2 separate regions of the Bombyx mori genome follow, and region 2 is linked to region 1. Evidence: chromatin contacts called from public Hi-C data. All regions are on one chromosome and are shown on one strand. The core of a region is the stretch at or near the end of the contact, and the rest is flanking DNA. Distances in the headings are between cores, read along the strand shown.

The links. A called contact is a pair of places that touch in the nucleus more often than the background predicts.
Region 2: a contact with region 1 is called in a Hi-C map of middle silk gland, with 2.7 times the contacts expected there. The contact joins the promoter of LOC101743014 here to the promoter of LOC101742289 in region 1. A contact is called at or near these places in 2 of 7 Hi-C or Micro-C datasets (middle silk gland and whole pupa).

The regions. Positions count from the first base shown.
Region 1 is chr24:7,816,209-7,822,366 of ASM3026992v2, reverse strand. It overlaps LOC101742289 (rRNA 2'-O-methyltransferase fibrillarin), which reads left to right and starts at 2,667. Exons shown (of 8, transcript XM_004923101.5): 1 at 2,667-2,863; 2 at 3,270-3,440; 3 at 3,835-3,913; 4 at 4,637-4,739; 5 at 5,186-5,356; 6 at 5,915-6,036. The coding sequence starts at 2,851.
Region 2 is chr24:8,022,319-8,028,823 of ASM3026992v2, reverse strand. LOC101743014 (RNA polymerase-associated protein Rtf1) reads left to right here and starts at 4,132. Exons shown (of 19, transcript XM_004923106.5): 1 at 4,132-4,299; 2 at 5,659-5,788. The coding sequence starts at 4,231. LOC101743159 (transcription factor MafK) reads right to left here and starts at 3,194. Exons shown (of 4, transcript XM_004923107.4): 1 at 2,747-3,194; 2 at 2,027-2,145; 3 at 1,297-1,399; 4 at 560-894. The coding sequence starts at 2,794. The coding sequence ends at 748.

The DNA.
Region 1 (6,158 bases), core at 1,418-3,917:
CCTTCCTTTCTCATGTTCAGATCCAGTTTCAGATTTTGATTTACCTTTCTCATTTAATGAACTGAAGGGGGTAATCTCGAATCTTAAGGACTCTGCTCCAGGTGATGATAAGATTCCTTATTCTTTCTTTGCCCATTTGAGTGATTCTAGTCTCACATATTACCTCAACCTTATAAATTCTATGTTCATTACATGTGTTATCCCAGAGTCATGGAAAAAACAAATTATTTTACCCATTCTCAAACCGGGTAAATCTTCATCAGATGTATTGTCATACAGACCCATAGCTCTCTCATCTGTAATGTTGAAAATTTTAGAACATTTAATTAAAATTAGATTAGAATGGTTTGTGGAAAGTAACAGTTTACTCAGTGACAGTCAAAACGGATTTAGAAGGGGTAAAAGCACAATGGACAATCTTGCTATCTTTATAGTGGATATTTTGGTAGCTTTCTCAAACACTGAATCTATTGTAGCTGGATTTCTGGATATTTCCGCTGCATATGATAATGTACATATTCCTACACTCCTTTACAAATTACAGAAAATAAGGGTTCCTGTTAGACTAGCTAACTTGATTATTACTATAATGTCAAATCGAACTATCATTTTAAACTCTACCTCCTCAGATTCACAACAATCTAGAACTTTATGGAGAGGTCTCCCTCAAGGATCTGTGTTAAGTCCAATTTTATACAATATATACACTTGTGATTTGGAAGAGACCCTTGGAAATCAAGTAAGAATTCTTCAATATGCTGATGACCTCCTTATGTACACCTGCAATAAAGACATACATAAGGCTTGCTTATCCCTTAGGAATTCATTTCTAACTCTTAAATCTTGGTTAGATAATAATGGACTTTCCCTTTCTGCCTCCAAAAGTTCTATTGTTGTATTCTCTAGAAAACGTTCTCTTCCTCCAATTAATATATTGTATGAGAATGAATTAATTTCTGTAAATAGTCATGTTAAATTTTTAGGTTTAATTTTAGATTCAAAATTGAATGGAATTCAACATTGTAATTACATTACAAACAAGTGTTTGAGTAATATGAATATCTTACGTTCTCTTGCTGGTGTATGGTGGGGTGCCCACCCATTCAATTTAAAACTTTTATATAATGCCATAGTAAGATCAGTTTTAGATTATGGTACTTTTTTACTTCAACCAGGGGATGTGAATGCTTTCAAAAAACTAGACTCTATACAGTCTAAATCACTCAGAATTATCACTGGAGCCATGAAATCTAGTCCTGTTACAGCATTACAGGTAGAATGTGTTGATCCTCCTCTTCATTTGAGACGTCAATATTTATCTGATAAATTCGTTTTCAAATCCCTACAAATTCAAAATAATCACATTATTACCAAACTTAAAACTTTAAATGAACTCATAGAATCCTCTTCATTTTGGAAACATAAACAGTTACCATGTTTAATAATTAGCTACAGAAAATATTTGTCTATTCAAACTCCAACTCATCACTCTCATATTTTCCCTCTATTTTGTGTAAACTATATGGCATTGATTTTAAAACCGGATATTCATCTTGACATGGGTGTTTCTAAGTATCAACCCCAACCAAATACTAACTTTAATTTTGTAATAGACCAAGATTGGAATGATTATAACCATATATATACAGATGCTTCCAAACACCCTCAAGGTTGTGTTGGTGTAGGAGTCTATCATTCGCAATCAAAAATAGTTGAAAAGATAAAATTACCATCTGAAACATCAGTGTTCACTGGTGAATGTTTTGGAATATACAAGGCCATAGAATACATTTTGATATTCAAACTAAAGAAAACTTTAATACTAACCGATTCAAAGAGTGCTTTACAGGCTCTTGCAAAATTTCCTTTTAAATCTCAACCGATTTACCCTATTCTCTTAGACTGTAGAAACCTGTTAATGAAATGTATGGATCAAAATCTTATAGTATCATTTGTATGGATACCTAGCCATTGCGGAATTAAAGGAAATGAAATAGTTGATAGAATTGCAAACGAGGCTATCAATTGTGGTGATATTTATTATTTCAAAAATTATAGTCATGATTTAGTTAGTCTCCCTAAAACATATTTGAATAATGCTTGGAGTGCACAGTGGTATAATGGCGTTAAAGCAAAATATTACCGAAGGGTACAACCAACCATTCCTTCCAAACCATGGTTCTACAAATATAATTTTAAACGCCACGAGACTTCCAGTTTGATACGGATGAGATTAGGCCACACGTGTAGTCCGGCACATCTAGCGACGATCGGAGTGCTGGATAGCAGTAAGTGTGAATGCGGTGCGGACATTGGCGATTTAAATCACATTATTCTTTCATGTCCCCTTTTTGATCATTCACTTCTTTATAGTTCTTTATCATCACTTAGTATTCCTTTTCCTATATCTGTACCTTATTTATTACATACAGTAGACCCAGTTATTTATAAAATTATTATCTTGTTCCTCAACAGTTTTAACCTAAAATTATAATTATATATATTATTTATTCTTCCTAATTATATTAATCCTAATCCAATTTTCCTGCCTAAACCTTATCTAACTTATATTTTCTGATTTGATTTTTGCTTCCTAACCTTTATTTTGAAAGTGGCAAATAACACTTGGTGTTGGGTCCAAAAAGAAAAAAAAAAAAAAAAAATCTATGATTACTCTTTTATCTGGCTTGGCAACATCGGCCATTTGAAATGGTCTCATTTCCGGAAGAGGTAGCGCGGCGGCATAGCTCCGCTAGCGTTTTTAAGTTTAATAACTTTAAAGTTGTACCTGGGTAGTTCTAAAGTAGATAAGTTAATTGTGAATTGATGTGAATTGGTTTTACTCTAAGAATGGGCAAACCTGGTAAGTTAATACTTTTTTAATAATATTGTCCGTTAATACCACGTGTGGTTACCGCGTGTACTCGTCCTCGCGTTATGCAGTTTAAGAATGAAATTGTGTAATTTACAAGTTTTCCAAGTACCAATACTGAAATATATCCTGAAAATAAGTTTTAAAAGACCAAAAAACACTATAGAAGAAACTTTTCGAAAATTGCCACTTATTTTCATTCAGATGTAGTAAACTACGCATTAATGTAATTTTTTTAACCATTAGTTATGAATTTTAATAAACAAATTTTAACCAAATTGACCTGGTAACTAAACTGTTACCAATACAAATGCCAGTCTTTTGAGGTTATACGTTCGGCACCACGTTGCGCCGATGCCCGATAATTACAAAGTGTATGTAATTATTTTTTGTCTAGAATTTAATGGCGGTCGCGGAGGAGGCGGCGGTCGCGGCGGTTTCCGTGGAGGTCGCGGCGGTGGCGGAGGCCGAGGTGGCTTCGGTGGCGGCCGTGGAGGCGGCGGTGGCGGCAAGTTCGAGAAGAGAGGCGGAGGCGGGGGCCGTGGCTTCGGAGGTAGAGGTGGTGGAGGTAAGATATTACTTCGATAACCTACTAAAGTGACACCACCACGTGTCAAACATAATTAATTCCCATGAGAGTAAATAATAGTAAAGTGAAATAGATTTTGCTCAATATAATAAGTACCTTTTCGTTATAAAAATAACTTAATGTATATTTTAATATCTAGTTATTTTGATAAAGAAAAGGTGAGCTACTACAAATGCCTATAATAAATTTAGTAAACCATTTAGTTTTCTATTCACATTTATTTCACTAATCAATATGATGATCAAACGGTCCCTCTAATCTCGACCTATTCGTGAAGACTATGATACCACATACCCACTTCTGATTGAACAGCCACTGTGATTTATTACAAAATGTTATGGTAATATTTTATTGAGGAGTTGGTTTGTTTTAGGCCGTGGTCGTGGTCGTGGTGGTCCCCCGAGCAGGGGAGGCTTCAAAGGCGGAAAACAAGTCATAATTGAACCACACAGGTTTGTATTAGTTGATTAAAAATATTGATGCAAATTCATGAAGAGATTCCTTCAAATAACTCTTCTCTTGCTACAACATCATACTAATTTACAAGTAAAATATTTATAATTGAGAGAAAATATTTCAATTATACTCTAGTTGTTATTGGCATACTTATTGCAATTGTCTTTTTTGATCTTGGGCATCTATGTGGTTACTCGTTTGGTAATAGCTATAACATATGTGAAACTTGATATAACTGGAACCCAAGGATAGTTGGCTGAACATATATGCCTTCAAGTGACTTTTCTACATTACATCGTAATACTAATTTATAAGTAATATACGTATAATTGAGAGAAAATATTTCAATTATACTCTAGTTGTTATCGGCATGCTTATTACAATTGTCTTTTTTTATTATGGGTATCTACATGGTTACTCATTTTGTAATAGCTATAACATATACGGAACCTGAATTAATTGGAACTCATATTGACAGTTGGCAGAATATATTTAAACCACTTGTTTAGCATAAGATCAATTGATCAAAAGAGGATCTACAATACAGATTAAAAGGGTTGTTATAATAAGAATTTTTTTAAATGATGTTTACAAACAATAACTTTCGTTCTTCTGAAAGCGAACGCTTGAAGCTAAATTTTGTTTCTGATTATTTATCCTTGGTCAATCGCAACTGACATTAAAAAAAACTTTGTTCAAAGTTTTGGTTTTTTTTTTAGGCATCCAGGAGTATTCATAGCTAGGGGCAAAGAAGATGCGTTGGTCACTAAAAATCTAGTGCCAGGATCAGAAGTTTATGGTGAAAAGAGAATATCAGTTGAGGTTAGTAAAAATAAGTAGAGTTTGTTATACTGAATTGGGTGTAGTATAAAGATCTGTAACAAATTTCATCCAGTTTAAATTTACGTATGTTGTTTGAATGAACTTTTCAATGCAAAGAAACCATTTCATAATAGTTTTGATTGACTGTAGTACCATTTAACACAATTATATTTCAATAGCTTTCATGTTTGACAATTGATGGCTTAGTAATCTGATTTCATGAAATGATAAATCCATGATTAATCTGTATTTTTCAATGCTTTGTGTAAAGAGTATTCATTAACTTTGCATCATTACATTACATTCAAATGATGATTATGGTCCCTCTAATCTAGACCTATCCATGAAGACTATGTCCACATACCCACTACTGATTGATACAAAAAATACTAAAATATGTTTTGTCTTACCAAAGGAACTCCACTAACCGCTCTGGGCAATTTCAGAACGAAGGTGATAAGGTGGAGTACAGAGTCTGGAATCCGTTCAGATCGAAATTGGCAGCTGCAATTATGGGTGGAGTGGATGCTATACACATGGCCCCTGGGTCAAGAGTTTTGTATCTCGGAGCTGCCAGTGGAACAACAGTCAGTCATGTCTCGGATGTTGTGGGACCAGTAAGTTTAAATACGTCACGAAGTTTTTTTTTTATTACTTAGATGGGTGGACGAGCTCACAGCCCACCCGGTGTTAAGTGGTTACTGGAGCGCATATACATCTACAACGTAAATGCGCCACCCACCTTGAGGTATAAGTTCTAAGGTCTCTAGTATTGTTACAACGGCTGCCCCGCCCTTCAAACCGAAACGCATTACTACTTCACTGCTGAAATAGGCAGGGCGGTGCTACCTACCCGTGCGGACTCACAAGACTTCCTAACACCAGTAGAGTTGTTAAGTAAATGTATTTTGGTAGTTTATATAAGCCCAATTACATTGTAATCCTGCCTAATTTGTCTGAAGGTAATATCTCAATAAATTGCCTATGAAATAGTTTAGTGCTAATAAAATTAATTTGATCTTTTGAAATTCAAATTATGATGAAAATGCATCTGCAGACCTATTCGTGAAGACTAGACTATTCACTACCCACTAAGCTGAATATTTAATATATTCTAGAACTTTTTGGAATTGAAGACAAAGTATATCTAATAATCATTTTTATTTTTTACACAGGAAGGTCTCGTTTATGCTGTCGAGTTCTCTCACAGATCCGGCAGAGATTTAATAAATGTTGCCAAGAAGAGAACCAATATTATACCTATTATAGAAGATGCTAGACATCCATTAAAATACAGGTATGGATTTTTGATCATTTCAATTTTTTTAAAGATATTCATTATTGAAAATAATTTTTAGCTTGATGAATCTAACAAACTAAATATTTCATGTTGAAACTCATTTGAACTCTCTCTCTGAT
Region 2 (6,505 bases), core at 2,883-5,382, 200 kb before region 1:
TTCCACTTCCTACACTAGCGCTATCTCGTTGAGTCTTCCAACAACAACTTGCTATTTACAGATGGGCACTTTTCAATTTGTCCCCTATACAAGATCTCGCTCGTGCTCCCATGATCTTGTAAACCTAATAGAAGACAAAAAATGTAGCGCAAAATTATGCCGCACCTCAAAAACTCGACTTTGACTAAACTGTGTTTGTTTTTGTATTGATATTAGGAAAGAAGTTCAATCTATGAGTTTACCTTGAACCAACCACTACTCAAATTACATACCTTAGTCTGTTATTATGTACATGCTGTCGGTTTTTAATAAATGTAATTTCCTTAGAAGCTGTAATCATCAAAAAGGTAATGCGAGTGAAGCTGTAATGCGTTTCGGTTTGAAGGGTGGGGCAGCCGTTGTAACTATACTGATACCTCAGAACTTATGTCTCAAGGTGTATGGCGCATTTACGTTGTAGACGTCTATGGGCTCCAGTATCGACTTAACACCAGGTGGGCTGTGGTGAGCTCGTCCACACATATAAGCAAAAAAAAAATATATTCCAACCAATATTGCCGCATAACATGTTTTACTAAACAGGAATAAAACTAGTTAAACACTTGCTTCCTCACTTTTTTACTCATGCGTCTTAAGTACTAACAGAGTAACAATAGTAGTATTATAGTTTTTTGTATTAAAATATCTCCTATCTTATTTTATTGAATACAATAGTAATTTTAATCCTAATTCCCAATTAAATATAGTTCACGGTAATATATCCAGTTCTGCCGGCAAAGGAATGCTCTTCATCGTCGCAAAACGTTTTAGCGCATCATATTTGCTTCTCAACGCTTCAATCTCTTCCCTTATTCTATTATTTTCGTCCTGCATCAGTTCCATATCGTGCCATTCCTGAAATGTTTAATGAGAAATCAAATGTAACCTTTTTAACACATTTCTCGGGCAATTGTTTTAAAATAAAAACAGTTTTGTTTGTGATGAACTTTAAAGCTTACTAGTTGTTGCTTTAGCTAACTTAACCTACACTGGAAAGTTGATAATGAGCTTCCACAAGTAGGTACCAACATTCAATCTCAGCAATAAAAAAAAAATCATAGATATAAATAGATCTACATGTGTTCCAATTTTGTGTTTAGGACATGAGTTATACGACACAATTAGAGACACAGATCTTTTGTCTCTAATATCCACCTAATAAAAGATAGACCGTATGATTGCACATATACGTCTAGAGCTGCAGTGAAAACTATAGTTTCCACATTTACATTAATATTTCCTCATTTTGTAGCTAACCTGACTTTTCTCGTTCTCGAGTTCATCTTTCTGTTCTATACGCTTGATACGGCACGAGGCGGCATAACCTCTGTTTTTTAGAGTCCGGCGACGTTGTTTCATTCTGTAATAAAATAATGGGAGTGTGATTGAAGTTTTCCTGTAATCAACATAGGAAAGAATCCTAGAACGTGACTATAAAAAAGCTCCAGTAAAAAAAAAGGAGATAGTCTCATCATCTGCTTCATAGCACATCCAGAGTAGAGCTTATACTACCTGAAACTGCTTTGCTACTCCCAGAACTATTTTACTTTTGCCACATACCACGTAACTTTAAAATAGCCCATATCACTGTATTTACCAATTGGTACAACATGTCTTTCTCTTGATTTTGGTAATAGTTTAGCTCTGTCCCTTGAATTGCTGATTTTCTATTGACAATTTTGAAACAAAAAGTGAATCTGTCTAATTACTTTCTAATTATTCTTGGCACTCATTATGACAAACTTGCATGTCCAATATAAGAGTATGCTTATTAACGAATTATGATTTTTTGCTTGTTTTTCAATGAATTATTATAAAATTCACACAACTATGAAATATTTGTGCAATGTAGGAATTGAATCCACAACCCTCGGCCCATCAGTCTGGTGCTGACTACAGCAACAGCATCAGTCAGTTGTTTGTTGTAATGCTTAATGGCATTTTGCCAAAATCATTCAGTTTGATAACAGTAAAAAACAAGACATACCTTACAATCTGATCTCGAGTGAGGCCTCGCATTTTGAGTTGCCTGTTGAGGTCCCTAACTGAGATAGAAACTAGTTCATCATCACTTATCTCTGCACATGGTGTCGGGGATAAAGGTGCCTAGAATGTTACATGAAATTTACAAATTTAGTAGTGTTCAGAATGAAAACATTTCAAATTCTTATATTCTATTTTAACAAGATCTTTGTTTATAATTTGAAATGATTATTACAGTCCAGAAATATCAAAACAGGACTTGAGTTTATGTTAAATCTGCTTGTATTGAATTGTGATCATTTGTTTAAGGAGGTTTCTTAGTGCGCAATAAAATAGACCTTTATTTATTCCCTTGTGTATTATAATATTAATGTATGTTTGTCCCATACGAAAAAATATGAAAAATACACATATCCAAATGTGATAAATGATTAAAGTTTTGAGCAATTATGTATTTTACACTAACGACAGTTTTACATTTGAGTATGCAAAAATACTGATTTGAAATTGTATTGGAATTAAAAGTTGTGACTATTAACATAAATGATACGATATCAAGAAGCAGAGTCGCTTTTATAGCCGAAGTCCCTTTTATTACCCCTACAGAGGAAGAAAAAAGAGATTGGATAAATCAGGTATAGACGTACAAAACGTGGAAATACTGCTAAAAAAACTGTAATTATTTTGTGAGTCATTTTCATAAAAAATTCAAGTTTTAACTCACCATATTAATAGCCTTCCTTCCACCCAGTTCCTTTAAATCGTGAGGCATATTAATTTTTGAGTCGTCAATCCTTTGATTATGGGTCACCCTTTTAGTCGCCTTTCCAGATATCGTTTACTTTAAACTAGGATATTTATGATAAAATATATCACCACTATATTGTTGAGTCTACTATTTAATATTTAATATGATTTTGTATATTAAATTGAAATATAAACATAATTGCGTAGGTTCATGTGTACCTTTACTACCTTTATACTTTTTATTTTATTTTAGGACCTGACCTGGTAACTAGGACCTTTAGGTCAAGATACCTGTAAGATCCTAGGCATGCTAGCTTAAAATATATCGATACTATGATATTTTGACAGTTTTGGTTTGACGTTTCAATAATTTTTAGTCATGATTAACATTTCGATAAACCAGTATATCGATTTAAAATTAATGTTCTGCGTCGTTTTTATAATCCACATCATGTTTATGTATAAGAAATCACGTCTGTTGATTCGCATTTAAGAATTCAAATGAGATGGTTTGAGATGAGAGATTTACTGGTAGTAGGACCTCTTGTGAGTCCGCACGGGTAAGCACCACCACTCTGCCCATTTCTGCCGTGAAGCTGTAATGTGTTTTAGTTTGAAGGATGGGGCAGCCGTTATAACTATACTGAAACCTTAGAACTTATATCTCAAGGTGAGTGGCGCATTTACGTTGTAAATGTCTATGGGCTTCAGTAATCACTTAACACCAGGTGGGCTGTGAGCTCGCCCACTCATCTAAGAAATAAAAAAAATGATTGGAGCTATATTAAAACAATAACAACAAGAAAAAGGAAATAATGCCGAACTAGGTTGATTTTTTTATAAATATTTTTTTATCATCTACTTTATTTCCATTTACACACTAATTAAGTAGGTACGTTTTTTCTTTGCACCATGTTACTGTCAAACACTGGACTTTCAAATGCTTTGAGAACTTTTTGGCAGGAACGCGAGGAGTGAGGGTGTGTGATGTGTTTTATTTTCTGTATTTAGTGTTTCTTCAGGTTTAAATGTGTAATAACGGTAGTTTATTAACTGTTCAGTATCTATGAAAGTGCATTAATGTGGGAAAATCAAACAAAACCACTGAGCGTAACTTCTCGGGATCCTCCAAAAAGTCCACTGAAAAAGTCTCAGTAGATGACCACCATTTTACTGAGATTATTTAAATTTCATCCCATATCATCTCATTTCATTTCATGTCATATTTCATATTAATGAACTTCATTTCATTTCATAATATCATTTTTCATATAATAAAAGTTTTCATTAAAATTAAAATGAAACTTGACTTAAAGGTTTTAGTTACCAGGTTATAAAATCCCTTAAAAAATCAAGTGCTTTGAAAAACAAACTTTAGTCTATGTTTAATTTACGACTTTTAGTAGAAGGAAAACCAAGCAGACGCATTTTACGGCCGTTTTAGTGTTGAATTCATTCAAAATGGCCAAAAGAAAGAATAAACCGTTGATCGATTCTGATTCAAGCAGCGAATGCTCAGATTTGGAGTCAGTAAGTATATTTTTTTTATAAACCGATAGGTTACGAATTCATGTTGAATGCTGGAGTATTTTGTCTGCATTCCTAAGTAATCAGACTGCGTAAATAGGCCAAGTTCAGTGCTACGTTTTCGAAAAATAGTGCTTTAAGCTAATAAAACCTAAATCACGAATACCGCGTTGCTTTATTATCGATTAGTTCAAAATAAATAATCGTTACGTTTTCCGTTCAGTTTTGTATTTCATTAGTTTATTTACTTTGTTGTTCTCAAGAAACGGACATAGTAGCGTGACTCATGTAAAATTTCATACAATACATACACCTAAACGCTACTTTACTCTTTAAAAGCTCGAAACAAAGTAAAAAGCTTATTTATTTTGAATAACTTTCTTGCTAACGTCAAACGCAAAATTTTGACGTGAAAATATTACGAACCAAATTTCATGTTCTTGAGTTTAATAATGAAAGTTTTTTTCGAAAGTTACATAACTTCTTCTTTCAATTTTCTCGTTTTAACAGTATTTATTATGAATTACCTATAATAAAGAAGATTTGGATGTTTGATATATGAATGTATTCTGGATCTTTGACCTCCAAATACTATGGCACAGATGTGTCCTCAAATGATAATTTGGGGAAAAATTATAATACACTCTGAAGCTGAAAGAAAAATGTATAAAAATAAATCTAAATAGATAGTATCTGTGTATAAAAAACTCCATTATGAAAAAAAGTTTTTAAAAACTTAAAAGGTGTCAGTGATATGAAAAAAAGATCTTTATTGTTCAGTTTGGTATTAAGTTTGGTGATGAGGTTAGTTGTCAAATCAGATGCGTAAATTAGTTCATGACACCAGCAGCTCAACCCTGTAATCCTTTTGGTGCTGAGCTTATTTTGACATATTTTGCAGAAATTACTAAAGGATTCTGAAATAAAAAACCTAATTTGTAAAAACTTTAATTTAAAAAAATACAAATATCAATTTTAAATTCACAACTACATAATTTGAAATGGTTTTTTATAAATGTCATTAACTTATTGAAAATGTTATATGTGGACATGCTAAGACACATCTGTACACCTAGTTACCTAATACCTATAATCAAACTGTGCGATACTCGGTATTCCGACACTCTGTGCTTTATACAAATCAAAAGATAGTTGATTTGTTAGACACAAACAATCTGTAGAAATATTGCAGCAGTAATAGAGGGAAAAAGCAATGACACAGATTATACCGATAAAATAGATTAATAAACTCAACAGGTAATATAATTTATGTAGTAGACAATTTTTTACTCCAACAGACCATAAGGCACACCAAAAGCTAATTCTACTTTCAATATTTTTATATGAATTAAATTTTTTCAGCAACTGCTAAATCTCGCGAAAAAGAAGAAGAAAACAGATGTTCAACCCCCACCTAAGCCAAGGAGCAGATCCTCAGGGAAGTCATCCGACAGTGATTCAGATGATGATAATGACGAAAAACCTAATCACTGTGAGTAGTTTAGCTAGTCAAATGCTATGTGGCATATGTACAAGTCATATTTTTCTAAATTACTGCACAATTTATACATACAATTTTCGAACACAATCTCCATGTCCCAAACTTAATTTGAGGCCATGAACAAACAATGAATTACACACTAGTGCATGATGCTCAGAGACATTGGGCATAAACATTACATTTAGTTAATGGGAAAACACCTTTTAATAGACAGGAAAAGCTCTTTATTTGCGGAGTATGTGTTATGTAAATATGCCGCGAATACAGAAACCGTGAATATGGGATATGTTCTTTGGAAAATACTTTAGGCGCATTTGTAATAAGGTCCATTTGACGAAGCACTTACAAAGGATATTCAGTTGGATACCCATATTAGAATTATTTTTGTAAATGTATATATATGTACCGATGTACCGATTAGTCCCGAATATAGGAATTGAGTCAGAGTTTTTTAATCTGCAAATAGTGACAACACGAATGAAGGAAGCAACTATTAAAGTTTAAAATAAAATTGTGTGCTGACTATAAATTTTTCGAGTAATTACTTTCCGATTCTCTTGGAATTTATAATCAAGATGAAACTGATGCAAATGAAATTTTTAACAAATTTTATTTACATACATTATTTATTCCTTTTAAATCTTAATTACTTATTTCAATATTATATATTCATAGTTGAAATATTTTAGACAACCATGACTCACCCAC